Linked DNA regions of Anas platyrhynchos: region 1 is linked to region 2. A link is a contact called in public Hi-C data. All regions are on one chromosome and are shown on one strand. Each heading gives the region's core, a stretch centred on a gene start, on an enhancer-like site or on the middle of the called end of the contact. The rest is flanking DNA. Distances are from core to core; before and after follow the strand shown. Region 1 holds the start of ELP6 (elongator acetyltransferase complex subunit 6). Region 2 overlaps SCAP (SREBF chaperone).

Evidence for each region. Hi-C and Micro-C count contacts between places; a contact is called where the count stands out from the background.
Region 1: a contact with region 2 is called in a Hi-C map of F1 follicle, with 4 times the contacts expected there. The contact joins the promoter of ELP6 here to the enhancer-like site in region 2. A contact is called at or near these places in 3 of 8 Hi-C or Micro-C datasets (F1 follicle, F5 follicle and skeletal muscle).

The regions. Positions count from the first base shown.
Region 1 is chr2:158,666,166-158,672,257 of IASCAAS_PekinDuck_T2T, reverse strand. It overlaps ELP6 (elongator acetyltransferase complex subunit 6), which reads left to right and starts at 3,422. Exons shown (of 7, transcript XM_027452933.3): 1 at 3,422-3,582; 2 at 5,989-6,067. The coding sequence starts at 3,529.
Region 2 is chr2:158,624,721-158,630,654 of IASCAAS_PekinDuck_T2T, reverse strand. SCAP (SREBF chaperone) reads left to right here. Exons shown (of 24, transcript XM_038175141.2): 10 at 1,467-1,579; 11 at 2,503-2,597; 12 at 4,810-4,908; 13 at 5,014-5,232; 14 at 5,747-5,934. Among named protein-coding and RNA genes, the nearest start is that of PTPN23, 21 kb to the right of the region's middle. Within about 2 kb of position 3,299, at least 2 of the 8 cell types and tissues checked have an H3K27ac peak or open chromatin away from gene starts, as enhancers often do. A contact at or near this core is called in F1 follicle and F5 follicle, where this site is marked.

The DNA of each region.
Region 1 (6,092 bases), core at 2,173-4,672, 41 kb before region 2:
GGATGAGGGGAGGGGGCTGGCATGGGAGCCACGTTTGTCCTCATCCCTTCCCTCGTCCCCTTTTCTCCCTGGGACACGTCCCGGGAGCAGCGTGGGGACAAGGAGCCTTTCTTCCCTCGGGCTGGCCATAATCCCAATGGTGTTAGGGGCACTGGGGTCGGGCTGGTGGGACCGATCCCAAACCTTTCTCAGCCTCCTGGACCGTCTGCGGGGGCTGCCAAAACCCCATCCAGCCCTAAATGCACACACGGGGGGGGCTCCTGGGGCATCTCGGCTGCTAAGGGGAGCCCCCAGGTGATGTGTGGGGACCTTGGTGGCCGCGGAGAGGACGATGCCACCGATTATTCCTCGATCCCAGCCTAACAGGGAGCAAACCCCAGAGCCTGTGCCGGGTTTAACCGAGAGGAGGGAAGCAAAATCCTCTTAGCTGGGCAAAAACTGCACAGTGCTGAGCTCGGGGAGAGCAGCTGCGGCTGTTTGCTGATGCCAGCGAACCTCCCAGCACGGCTCTCACCCCGCTCCATCGCCGCTTTCCAGCTGCGGGGCCGGGGGATCCTGCAGGGAATGGGATGAGGGGAGAGGAAGGAGGCGAGGAGGAGGCTGAGCACGGCCTGAGCTCGCTCCTGGCCCTCGTGAAGGGATGTGGAAGGAAAAGGAGATGAAAACGAGTGGGCTGAGAGCCTGGGTGAGGCTTTAGGGGCGCTGGCAGGGCTTCAGAGGAGCGGTGCAAGCAGAAAACCCAAAAGGAAATGCCCCAGGAACAAGCTTGGATCCGTCGCCGGCTCCTCGCTGACCTCGGGCTCGGGAAAAAGGTCGGCAGAAAGTGGGAACGAGGGCGGATCACCAGGGACAGCCACACGGGGGGCGCAGGCATGTGGGGGAATCCGGCCGGCCAAATCGAGATGGGAATAGAAAAAAAAAAGGGCAGCGCCAGCAGGAGGAGGGAGGTGATGGCAAACGAGGGGCTGAGCACTCAAAGGTTTGGTAAAACCAGCCCTAAACACGCCAGCTGCAATGAGTAAGGGAAGTGGAATTAACCCAGAAAGTGTTAATTGGGGTAAATGAGAAGAGTAAGCAGTGTACGTGGCTCGGAGGGGGATTTTCTGAGCTTTATCCTCAGAAAACTGGCTGAAGGCACCTGGGACCTGATCATTGGGGGAGGTAAAGCAAAGGTTTTCTCCCTAAAAGTCACTTCCCACACGCTCACACCAAGGAGCCCGGTGGTTTCAGTTAACCCTCCCCACCGTGCTCTTGGGAATTGCTTCAAACACCGCACGGTGAAGTGTTTGGGTGGTTTCTTTTGGTGAATAATTGCTTTTTTTTTTGCCACTCGGTTTGGTCCCACACGGCACGGGAGCTTAAGGGTAAGCAGCACGGTTACCTACGGGTGCCACAATGCCATAGGTGCAAGGTTTGCTGCACTGCAAACACCACAAAAGCAAAAAAAGGCAGGAATTTATGTTAATATTAATTTAGAGGGCTCTGCAGCTCCTGGAGGAGCTGGAAGGGAAGCGCTCCGGGGAGAGAAACGTGACGGTGCAGGCAAAAAGGTGGCCAAAAAACGCCCCGATCATCAGCATATGGGAGAGCTCTGAGTTAGGAACAGCTCCAGGCTCTGCCAAATCCCTCCGTGAGCCAAACCCTGAGGGCTGGGAGGACAGGAGGTGAGGGAGTTAAGGCAGGGAGCCCGGCCGGAGCTGGTTCCCCACGCCCCCAAGAGCCAGAGCCGGGTTCCCAGCGCTCTGAAAAGGGCAGGAAAACAAAAGGCCAAGCGATCCGGGCTGTTAAAGCAGCTTTCAGCCGAAGCTCCTCCAGCGAGGAAGCCGTCCAAGGGAAGGAGAGGAAGCCCTTTCACAGCTCTGCAAGTGGTTAAAAGGCAGGAAGCACGGGGCTGACCCCAAAAAGTGGGTTTCTGGGGGGTATCTCGGGGTCCGGGCGCCTCACCCAGCCTGTGCCTACGTTCTCTGAAAAGGGTTAGGGAATGGGGTGGCAAATTTTACAGATAACACACAAATAAACATCAAAAATAAAGGGGGAAGAAGAGCTGCGACGGCTCGACCAAATCCCCACGCAGCCCGCTGGCTTTTCTGCAGTTCTCCCAAACCAGAAGATGGGGGAAGCTGGAGGCTAAGGCGAGCGCTGCGTGGTCCCAAAACTCTTCTCCCAAACCCCCAAAATTTGCAGCTCGGGGGCTTCCCAAGTTGCTCTCAGATCTCTCTCCCGTGGCTTAGTCCCCTTTCTCCTACCAGCTCACCCTCCTAAGCCCACAAATAGTGATAATTTGTGGTTCTTTCTAACCAATTTGCGTCTCCTGGCTCTTGCTCGGTCCTTGCCATTTCTCAGCATCCCCTGATGCCCCCTAATGCTCGCAGCAGACGAGGCAGTGCTGGGACCACGCAGCTCCTCCAGTCCCCTTGGCACATCCAACGCTCCACATGTCTCCCTCAGCCGGGCAATCCTCCTTTATACTACAAAAATAAAAAAAAAAATACAAAAGTAAATAAGGGGCAAGCGCATTCAGTGCCAAAAAACGCGAATCCAGGTGCGGGGGGTGAAAATAACTCTATGTGATTTGGATGCTCACGGCTGCAGGCTGTAAATTAGCTGATATTACTCGGGGAAGAAGCCAGGAATGATCTCGGCTCTGCTGTGAGAGCCCCAAATTAATGCTCGGCAGCATCCCAAAGTGCCGGTGACTTTTTGGGAAGTGTTGAGGACATCGGAGAGCCCTCGTGAAGCCACCGGCGTGCCACGGCCTGGGTGAATGGCCGGGTATTGAGGGTGGTGGCTTGAGGTGTAGGGTCTGGGGGGAGGCCAGGCACTGGTGGCGGACCCCAGGGGTGATACTGGGCCCAGTCCCGTTACTGGTGTGGATGATGGGGGCAGCTCTGTAGGACTGAGGGAGCCCTGGGGCTGAGCACTGCCAGCAGGTGGAGGGATGGCACCGCACAACCACGGCACCACAGCGGGGTCGGGGTGCGAAGGGACCCCCAAAACCCCCCCATGGCCGTGCCCAGAGCCCCCAAACCCTCAGGCTGCCCCCAGCCCCATCCAGCCTGGCTTTGGGCACTGCCAGCGATGGGGCACCCCCAGCTCCTGGGGGCAGCCCTCACTGTGACAGATTTCCCTTAATTTCCCCCTAATTTTCCCCAAATCCCCTTCTTTTCACCCTAAAGCCCCCCCAACTCCTGTCACGACCCCCCCCTCCCCACCCCAGCGCCCCCTCAGGGGCTCTCCTCAGGGGCTCCCCTCAGGGGGGGCTCCCCTCAGGGGATGGGGGGGGCTCCTCCACCCCCCCCCTCCCCAGCCGCCATTTTAACACCGTGGGGACCCCCATTAATGGCGGGGGGGGGTCTCATGAATCCTCCCCCCTCAGTCCCCTCCGTGAACACGGAACCGGAGAGGAAGGGGAGGGAGAAAAGGGCTCCGCCTGCCGCATGCGTGGCTGTGGTGTGTCCCCCCCCCCCCGAAACGCACACACAGCCCCCGGTAAAGGGCACCGTGAGGCAGCAGCAGCAGCCCCCGGCCATGCTGGGGGAGCTCAACGAGCTCCTGGGCGCCTCCCCTCAGCGCCCGGGCACGGTGAGGGAGGCGATGGCGGGGGGGGGGTAATGGCGGAGGCGCGGGCGGCCGCCATGGCGCGGGCACGGCCACGCTGCCACCACAAAAAGTGTCCCTATCACCACCATCAGTGTCACTGCTGTCCCCATTTCTGTCCCTTCTGACCCCACAACCCCTAGGGGGGCTGCCAGGCTTCTGCCCCCATCGGGCGTGGGGCTGCTGGGGGCTGTGGTCCTAAAATCGATGATAAAAGCGTTGCCCCAAATGTTTTCTAGCCCCTCTGATGTATGTAGTCTGCTTTAGGCTGCTCTGTTTGTTTATTTTGTCCCTGTAGGGTGGGTTTTTGGGGTAGTTTGTGAGTCCTGTGAGGGGTGGATGAAGGAAATGTGGGTGCTTGGATAAAAGGAGGCTGAGGGGAGACCTCATCGCTCTCTGTAAATACCTAAAAGGAAGGGGTGGGGAGCTGGGGTCGGCTTCTTCTCATCGATAAAATGGATAGGACTAGAGGGAATGGCCTCAAGTTGTGGCAGGGGAGGTTCAGGTGGGAAATTAGGAGATATTTCTGTCAGGAAGAGCAGTCAGGCATCGGGATGGGTTGCCCAGGGAGGTGGGGGAGTCACCGTCCCTGGGGGTGTTCAAGGAGAGGTTGGACGTGGTGCTTGGGGACATGGTGTGGTGGTGGCATTGGTGGTAGGGGGTGGTTGGAGCAGGTGATTTTGGAGGATTTTTCCTGGGAGGGGGTCTCGGTGGATGGGGAAACCGGAGAGAAAATCAGGGGGAAGGACCGTGGCCAAGCGGCATCGTGGTTCGACGCTGCAGCCCTGCATAGTGGGGCTTGATGCAAATTGGGAATTCAGAAGAGCAAAACCAACAGGAGGTTTGGCCTCGAGATCCCGAGTTTTGACTTGGCAGCGTAGGCAGAACCTAGCAGAGGCGCCAGGCATCTGTGCGGGGATTTGCCTCAGACTTGTGTTGGCTCTTCCATCAGCCGGGGATGTGGACTTCAACAACACACCCAGATGTCCTACCACACCTGGGCTACAAGGGCTGGCCAGAAATCAGTGTCCTGCTGCGTTTAAAAAGCACCAGCCCTTTGCAAATCTCTTCCCATCTCTGCCTTTCCATTTTCTGCATCGCCGCGGTTAAATCCGCGCCATTTTCCGAGTGCTGACTGCAGGGCTGGTAGGTGGAAGATGCTGCTTGCCTGCGTGGGTGCATCTGAGATGTCACCCTCAGATGTCATCTGAGATGCTTGTGACATCCGCCGCTGCCCTGCCGATTGATTTTGGCAGTTTCTAACAAGTGGCTGCAGCTTCTGCTTCGTAGCCCGCAGGTGGAAAGAGCGCGAAAGCAGCGTGCGGAGAGACCAGGGAGAGAAAGTGCTGCAAGAAGGAGGCATCCCCTATGGAAGTGCTTCACCCCAAGCCCTTTCTGGCCTTGAGAAGGACGTGCAGGTGGGGGACGAGGGTCAAACCATGCACCCCCACGAGCTGTGGTGCAGCTGCTGCCTCTGGAGGTGCACGGTTCGGGTTTGCCACCCCTCACGTACACGTTGGGGATGGAGAGTTTTAGGCACAGCCTGAGCAGCTGCAGTGCGACAGCGAAGTGAGGATCGGCAGGATTAAAGGTCAATAACGGGAAGGTTTTGAAGAAGCTGAATAATGTGTGCTCTGTGTGGCAGCATCCCACTGTGTCCTGCTTTCCGAGAGCTGTCAGGTGGACTTTGCTTCAGCGGTGCCTCCTGCTATTGTAATGCCCACCGAGGTGCACCCTTTTTTTTTTTTTTTTGCATGGAAAAATGCTCTCTGGCTGGGGCAGAACAGCCTTTCTGGACCCAAAGTCCTGCCTTGCATCCCGTGCAGACACGTTCAATATTTGCCGTCCCATTAGCACCGCTTCACGACACGTGTCAGGCATCGGGGAGCTGCCTGGGAGATGGCTTGCAAATTGCCTGTGGGTAGCGTGGGGCTTTTTGTTTTTCTTCTAATAGACTGGAAAAAAAAAAAAGAAAAAAGCATTGGTAAGTTCTTTGTGATTAAAAACAACCCTTCTGTGATTTGTATTGATTAAAGAGGAATCCTGGCTGAGGTTGTAATGGCAACAAGCGCCTTGATGAGACGGGTGCTGATAACAAGCAGGCGCTGATGAGCCGAATTAATTTCCTGCGTGATCAAAACAAGGTTTATACTTCGTGCGGGGAGCTCTGCTCCAGTGGCTTTTAGGTGGTGGGCAGAGCTTCCATGGAGAGCTCAGCATCCACTGCTGCCTCTCCACGGACCTTTGTAAACGGATGGGTGGCTGCAGTGCTGTTTCTGCCTCCTCCATCACCTGTAGATCCTCCCCTGGCTGCAGACCCGAGCGGTCACCTCGTCTACCCAGATGGAGCCTCTCATCCTCTGTTCAATTCTTTTGCTTCTTCTTTTCCAGGGCAAATTCACGCTGCTGCGGGACGCCAGGACGGACGGCAGCTTCCTGGTGCACCATTTCCTCTCCTTCTACCTCCGAGGTACGTGAGCAGCAGGGCTCTGCGA
Region 2 (5,934 bases), core at 2,050-4,549:
GTTGCTCTTAGCCTGCTAGCCTTTTAAAATGAAACCTGCTGACTCTTCAAGGACCTATCTAAATTCATAACCCGTGCCTGCTAATTAATAATCTTCTGCAGCTGAAGCAACTGGTTAAGAAGGAGATAGTTGAGAGCATCACAGGTTTCCTTTTCCAGACTTTACTGCCTTCTGAAGGGTTCCTGCAGCTCGGCTGCAAACAGTGCTGGACATCGAGTGCTTCGTGCAGGACTGTGTAAGGACAGGATTCTGCAGGAGCGTGCCCTTACAGACCTCAAAGTCTTAATTTTTTCAATTTTGTTTTTGGTTTTGCTTTGAGTGGAGCTCTTGCTGTTTCAGCCTGCCATTTGTTCAAGGAGCTGGAACGGAATCGCTGAGCCAGCAGTGATCCCAGGCAGGGGTTTTTCCCCCAGCTGGACTTGTAAGGGACGGGCTGCTGACAGCCCCACGTCTGCAAGGTTTGTTGAAGCCAACATCAGATGAAAGCAGCGCTGGGAAGATGGTCCTTGGGGGTTGTGTCCTGGCAGAAAGCAGGAGGTGTTCTGAAACCCTGGTGTTTTGATTTCTTGGCTCTGAGGGATCTGCCAAGGGCTGCGTGTAGCTGCACGCACACTTGTTCTCCTCTTGGATCTGCACAGACCAGCACAGCACAAATTGATCCCCCCCCGAAAGGACGCAGCCCTCTTTTTGCTTAAGTTTAGCTGGAGGGATATGAAGAGATTTACCACGTGCATGGATCAGCTTCTTCTCTCCGACTGAGCTGGGCTGTAAGTAGTTGGAAGAGAGAAAAAAAGTGAGAAGAGAGTTGGATAAAGTCACAGTGGTGGCTTTGGGTAGACTTTCTCTTCTGCTTGAATATATTCTGAAGGGCAAATCCAATGCAGGGCGTATTCTTGAGTCTTGGGTAGAAAATATCCCTGGGAGGGTTTAGTTTGTTCACGTAATACTGTTCATGTAATACTTAGCTGTGATTTAGCAAGATCTTCACTCTTGATAGTGGGACATGGTCCCTACCCTCCTGGTACAATGTTCTCTGGCTGACTGTTCCCAAGGCTGCTGTACTGGTGCTCAAATCCATCTTTTTGATTTTCACCTCTTTTTGGAGACTTTCTTATAGAGACTCTTTGAGAGGTGCTGTCCTTTGGGGTTCTTTGGGGACCCAGGAGTTGGATTTGATGATCCTTGTGTGGCTCCCTTGCAACTCGGATATTCCATGATTCTGATTCCTGACCCTAGGGAGCATGAAGACTGATTTAGTGGTTGTCTACAATGGCTGTTTTTCAGAAAATCATGCAATTTTGTAAAAATATTAATACCTATCCGATGCAGATGAAATCACACCTCTCACCTCAGCACAGAATGACACTGCACAAGAAAGGGTTTGGCTGAGAGCGGTGGATAGTGTTTGCTGTTCACTTTCTTTAACCAAAGATCTCATTCTCATTTTTTTTTCCTGTTTCCCCCAGAGAGATCTTTCCCTACTTGGTCGTGGTGATTGGCCTGGAGAACGTGCTGGTCCTCACCAAGTCGGTCGTCTCCACGCCTGTCGACCTGGAAGTGAAGCTGCGCATCGCCCAAGGTAGGCACCTCCTCTGGGAAAATGCTGAGAGAGGAAAAAAACTGGGGAAATTCCCAAACTGGGAGATGGGGAATTATCTTAATCGTGGTCTGTAGAGGAAACGAAGACCTTGTGAGTCGAATATGAATTGGTGATTGTATTCTTAAAGTCTTTTGTACTATTTTTGTTATTTTTAAGAACTCACATAAGCCTCTAACTGTGGGCACTGCTTTTTAAGATTCTTGACTGAAGCATTGGCAAAACAAGTTTTAAAAAGTGTCAGTGAGAGAGAGCTGTGTCTCCTGGTAAGGATATTTAGTGCCTGTCCTCGTGTCATGAATATTTTAAGTGCAGTCCACGGGTCGTAAGAAGTTCTGCTGAGGCTGTGACCAAATTATTGTCCCTGGTACAGATACACTCTGCAGCTGCATAAGGATCTGAGTACACTCAAACCATGGATAAATGTGGTTTGCAAATTTAAAAGACGTTTATAAACATGAGAGATTCTGGAGTGATCCCCAGAAAAATCTACTGAGCTTTGAAAATAAGAGCGGTTTGTATCCTAGATCAAAAACAGGACGCAAAAACTCACTGATTCCTGACTCTTCTGAATCCCTGCGTTGTCCTGCTCGGTGCCCTCAGCCTGCTAAAATCAAGGTGGTTCTGTGAGCTGAGCCTTCTTCAGCTCCCCGTGTGGCTGGATAAAAATCCATCTGCTGCTCTGGGGCTGGGTGATAACCCGGCTGATAAACACATGGGAATCTACAGGCCGATTATAAACACACACCCAAATAGGTCAGCTGAATTTTAGCCTAAAAATGCCCTTTTTTGTCTGTTGACTAATTTTAAAGAAGGGGAACCCAGGGAGGAGTCCTTTCAGCTCTGCTCACGCCCGCTCACTAGGGAACACTCTCCTTTTACCTGTCTGCGTGTTTTCTCCCCAGGCCTGAGCAACGAGAGCTGGTCAATTATGAAGAACATGGCCACAGAGCTCGGGATCATCCTGATCGGGTATTTCACCCTCGTCCCAGCCATCCAGGTGAGTGCCAGGCACCCGCTGACATTTCACAAATGATATTGTCTAACACAACAAACCTTATTTTCTGTGGCTTAGCTGGCTGAGGAGTAGAAGAGGTGACTCAGGGAAACGCCTCCCTTTCCACTCTGGTTTCCCCAGTTGGTTTCGTGCAATCCCGAACGCTCCTCCCTGCATCTCGAAGTGTGTCCCAGACCCCCTGGCAGTGACCCCCTCATTCTGCCCCATCATTTGGAGGCCTCTCACCCCCAGAACAAGGGGCTGGGCCCTGTGCTCCTTTCTGTTTGTGCAGGGGAGCTTCCCATCACGGAGCTGTGAGCTCGCTAATCCCCTTCAGCAGTGGAGGGGAAACCCAAAACCAGTGCAGGATCTCCTCCGGGGAAAGGGTGGGCGGTGTGTTTGGGGCTGTCTCACCAGATTTACAAGCCTTTGGGTTTTTTACAGCCACAGACATCACCGTCTCTGTTCCAGGGGTGAACAAACTGAAACCTCGAGGAACGATCTAGTAGATTGGGTCTCTAGTAGAGGGTCTAACACTGAAAATGGTGTCAAGGTCTGGAAATTCCTAGCACGGATTTGAGCAGGTGCAGGCAGCAAGGCAGCAGCATCCGCGCAGCTGAAGGCCAGTGCTGGCCGCGCGTGGGCTGAGCGTGTCCTTGCTGTGACATTGGGGAACCACCAGCAGACAGACTGCAGATTAAAGTGGATGATAATCTAAGAAGATTAAACAGCCAGCTTGAACGGGAGCGTTGCAGGTCCTTGAGCCTGGCCCTGGGTGGCCAAGAGAAGTTCAGCAAGAGAGGAGCTCGAGCAGAATTCCCCAGGGTACACCCAGCCACGTGTCCTGTCTGAATTTTTTTATTTGAAGCTGGTTGCAGAGGTTGCTCAGGTCAAACACCAGCGTGATCCACCCTTTGGGTGTAAATTGGGCTCATTCCTAGGGTCTTTTAGCTCCTCGTCCTGGCAGAGGAGCCGTGGGAAGAGCAGCACGTCCAGGGATGTGTCCTGGGTGCCCGTCCTGCTCCTTCTGGAGCTCACCCACTGAAATTGGGTTCAGGTCTCGCTGTAGGGGGTGCAGAACCCAAGCATAAGAAGATTTCGGATTCCCAGGGCCAGCAGTTTCAGATAGCTCTAATCCTTAATGGAACGAGTGGGGATATTAGCGGAATTAATATTTATACGCAGAGCTTGCCGTTTGTGGAGGCTTTTGCTGAGTGGAATCCAGCTGGGTGCTGCTTTCCCTCTGTTTTCCTCCTTTGGAGAGGAACCCGGGCTGTGTTTTCATCCCCAGAACGTCTCGGGGTGTTGTGTTTGCTCCCCAAACCTCCCGAGGAAGGGATCAAGCTGCGGTCAGAGCCTGCGAGAAGCTGGGCAAGACCCAGGCAGGAGGGGGACAAAAATGAATCTTGTTCTGCAAATGGGGCTGGGCTCTTGGATCTCTTTAGCCCCAGGTTGCTGCTGGTGCCTGCTTTCGATGTGCTTGATCTCTCCGAGTTCCTAAATCTCCTCTGGGCCCCGACAGGTCGTGGCAGCGACCTGTACCTCCGAGGGGTGTCCCTGGCTCTGGGCTCCTCTGGTGCTCCTAATTTCTGCAGTGGCACCTGCTGGGGAAGCGCAGCATGGCAGGGAGCTCAGCACCCATCCCGAAATAAGGACCCAACCCTAAATAAGCACCAGCCGAGGGTGTGATTTAAACAGCCATGGTTTAGCTGGAGCCCTGGAGCTCCTAGGTGTGAGCACAGGGCGGTACAGGGGCTTCGGTGGTCTTTGTGTGGTGGGAGGACACCTGGCTGAGCCCAGCCCCACTGCTCCTGGAGGAGTTTTGCATCAGGGGGAGGTTTATTGGTGCAGGGAAGGAAACCAGCACTGCTGGGGGCTCTTTGGGCGTGCGATTCGCGCGCACAATCAGGGGGCTGAGAGCTTTGGGAGCAGGGACAACACCTCTGCTGTTTTCTCCTGGGATTCTTTGATGTTTTACGGCTAAGAACAAAAACTGTGAATGTGAATTAACGTGCTCCCGAGCTCTCACACTGCTCTAACACCAAGCTTTCAACCATTCCAAAGCCCCGATGGCAGGACTGTGGTCAGTAAAACACCCTCAGGCCCGTGCTCTTGGGCAGCAGGGTGCTGAGCTGCCCTTTTCGTGGAGCTGGGATCTCCACCCCGTGTCCCTGAGCTGCCGTAGCTGATTTCTGTGTGTTTGTGCTGCCTGCAGGAGTTCTGCCTCTTCGCCGTGGTGGGCCTGGTGTCCGACTTCTTCCTGCAGATGTTCTTCTTCACCACCGTGCTCTCCATCGACATTCGTCGCATGGAGGTGAGGACGGGCTGGGAGCCCTCGTCCCGGGGCGAGGGGAGCGTGCCCTGGGGTTTCCCACCTCGTTTTTCTCCGTTTTTCTGACTCCTGCTTCTCTCCTGGCAGCTCGCTGACCTGAACAAGAGGCTGCCAGCAGAAGCCTGCCTGCCCCCCGCCAAGGCCGTCAGCCGCTCGCAGCGCTACGAGCGGCAGCCGGCCCTGCGGCCCGCCACCCCCCACACCATCACCCTGCAGCCCTCGTCCTTCAGGAACCTGCGCCTCCCCAAAAGGCTCAGGGTCATCTACTTCTTCGCCAGGACCCGGCTGGCCCAGAGGCTCATCATGGTAGGCATGGCCTGACCCAAACAGGCTTCCAGGGGAAAAAAAATATAAAAAATGGACATTTTTACACATTCTTGCTGTTTGCTCTGAGAGATCTCTGCATAACCAGATTTTCAAGGAACTGTACGAGGGGAAAGAGAAGGTATTTACAGAGCAGAAGTCGTATTTGTTCCTGCAGGCAATGTGGGATGAAGGCACGGAGATGTTTCTCTCCGTGGAAGACGAATTCTTTCCCTTTTGGGGGTGTGACTGTAAGAGGGACACCAGATCCTGCCCTGCTTGTCCCCAGTGCTGTCACCACCAGCAGGCTGGGGTGGGGAGCTCACAAAGTGGTGCTCGGGGTCACCATAAAGGACAAGGATCTGCCTGGAGCAGGACCCTAACGGAGGGCAGGGTGCTCCCCTTGCTGGGGTGCTGCTGATGGGCTCAGCCAGGCGATGACGGGGTGGGGGCAGCAAGAAAAAGGCCGAGCACTAAATAATTTTGAAATAATTTTGTCTCCTCTCTCCTCACGCAGGCCGGGACGGTGATTTGGATCGGAATCCTGGTCTACACGGACCCCGCTGGGCTCCGCACCTACCTCACCTCGCAGGTCACCGAGCAGAGCCCCCTGGGGGAGGCGGGTTTGCCCCCTATGCCCGTTCCCGGAGGGGTCTTACCTGCTGGCGACCCCAAGCTCGATCTCTCGGTCTTCCCGGCGGACCC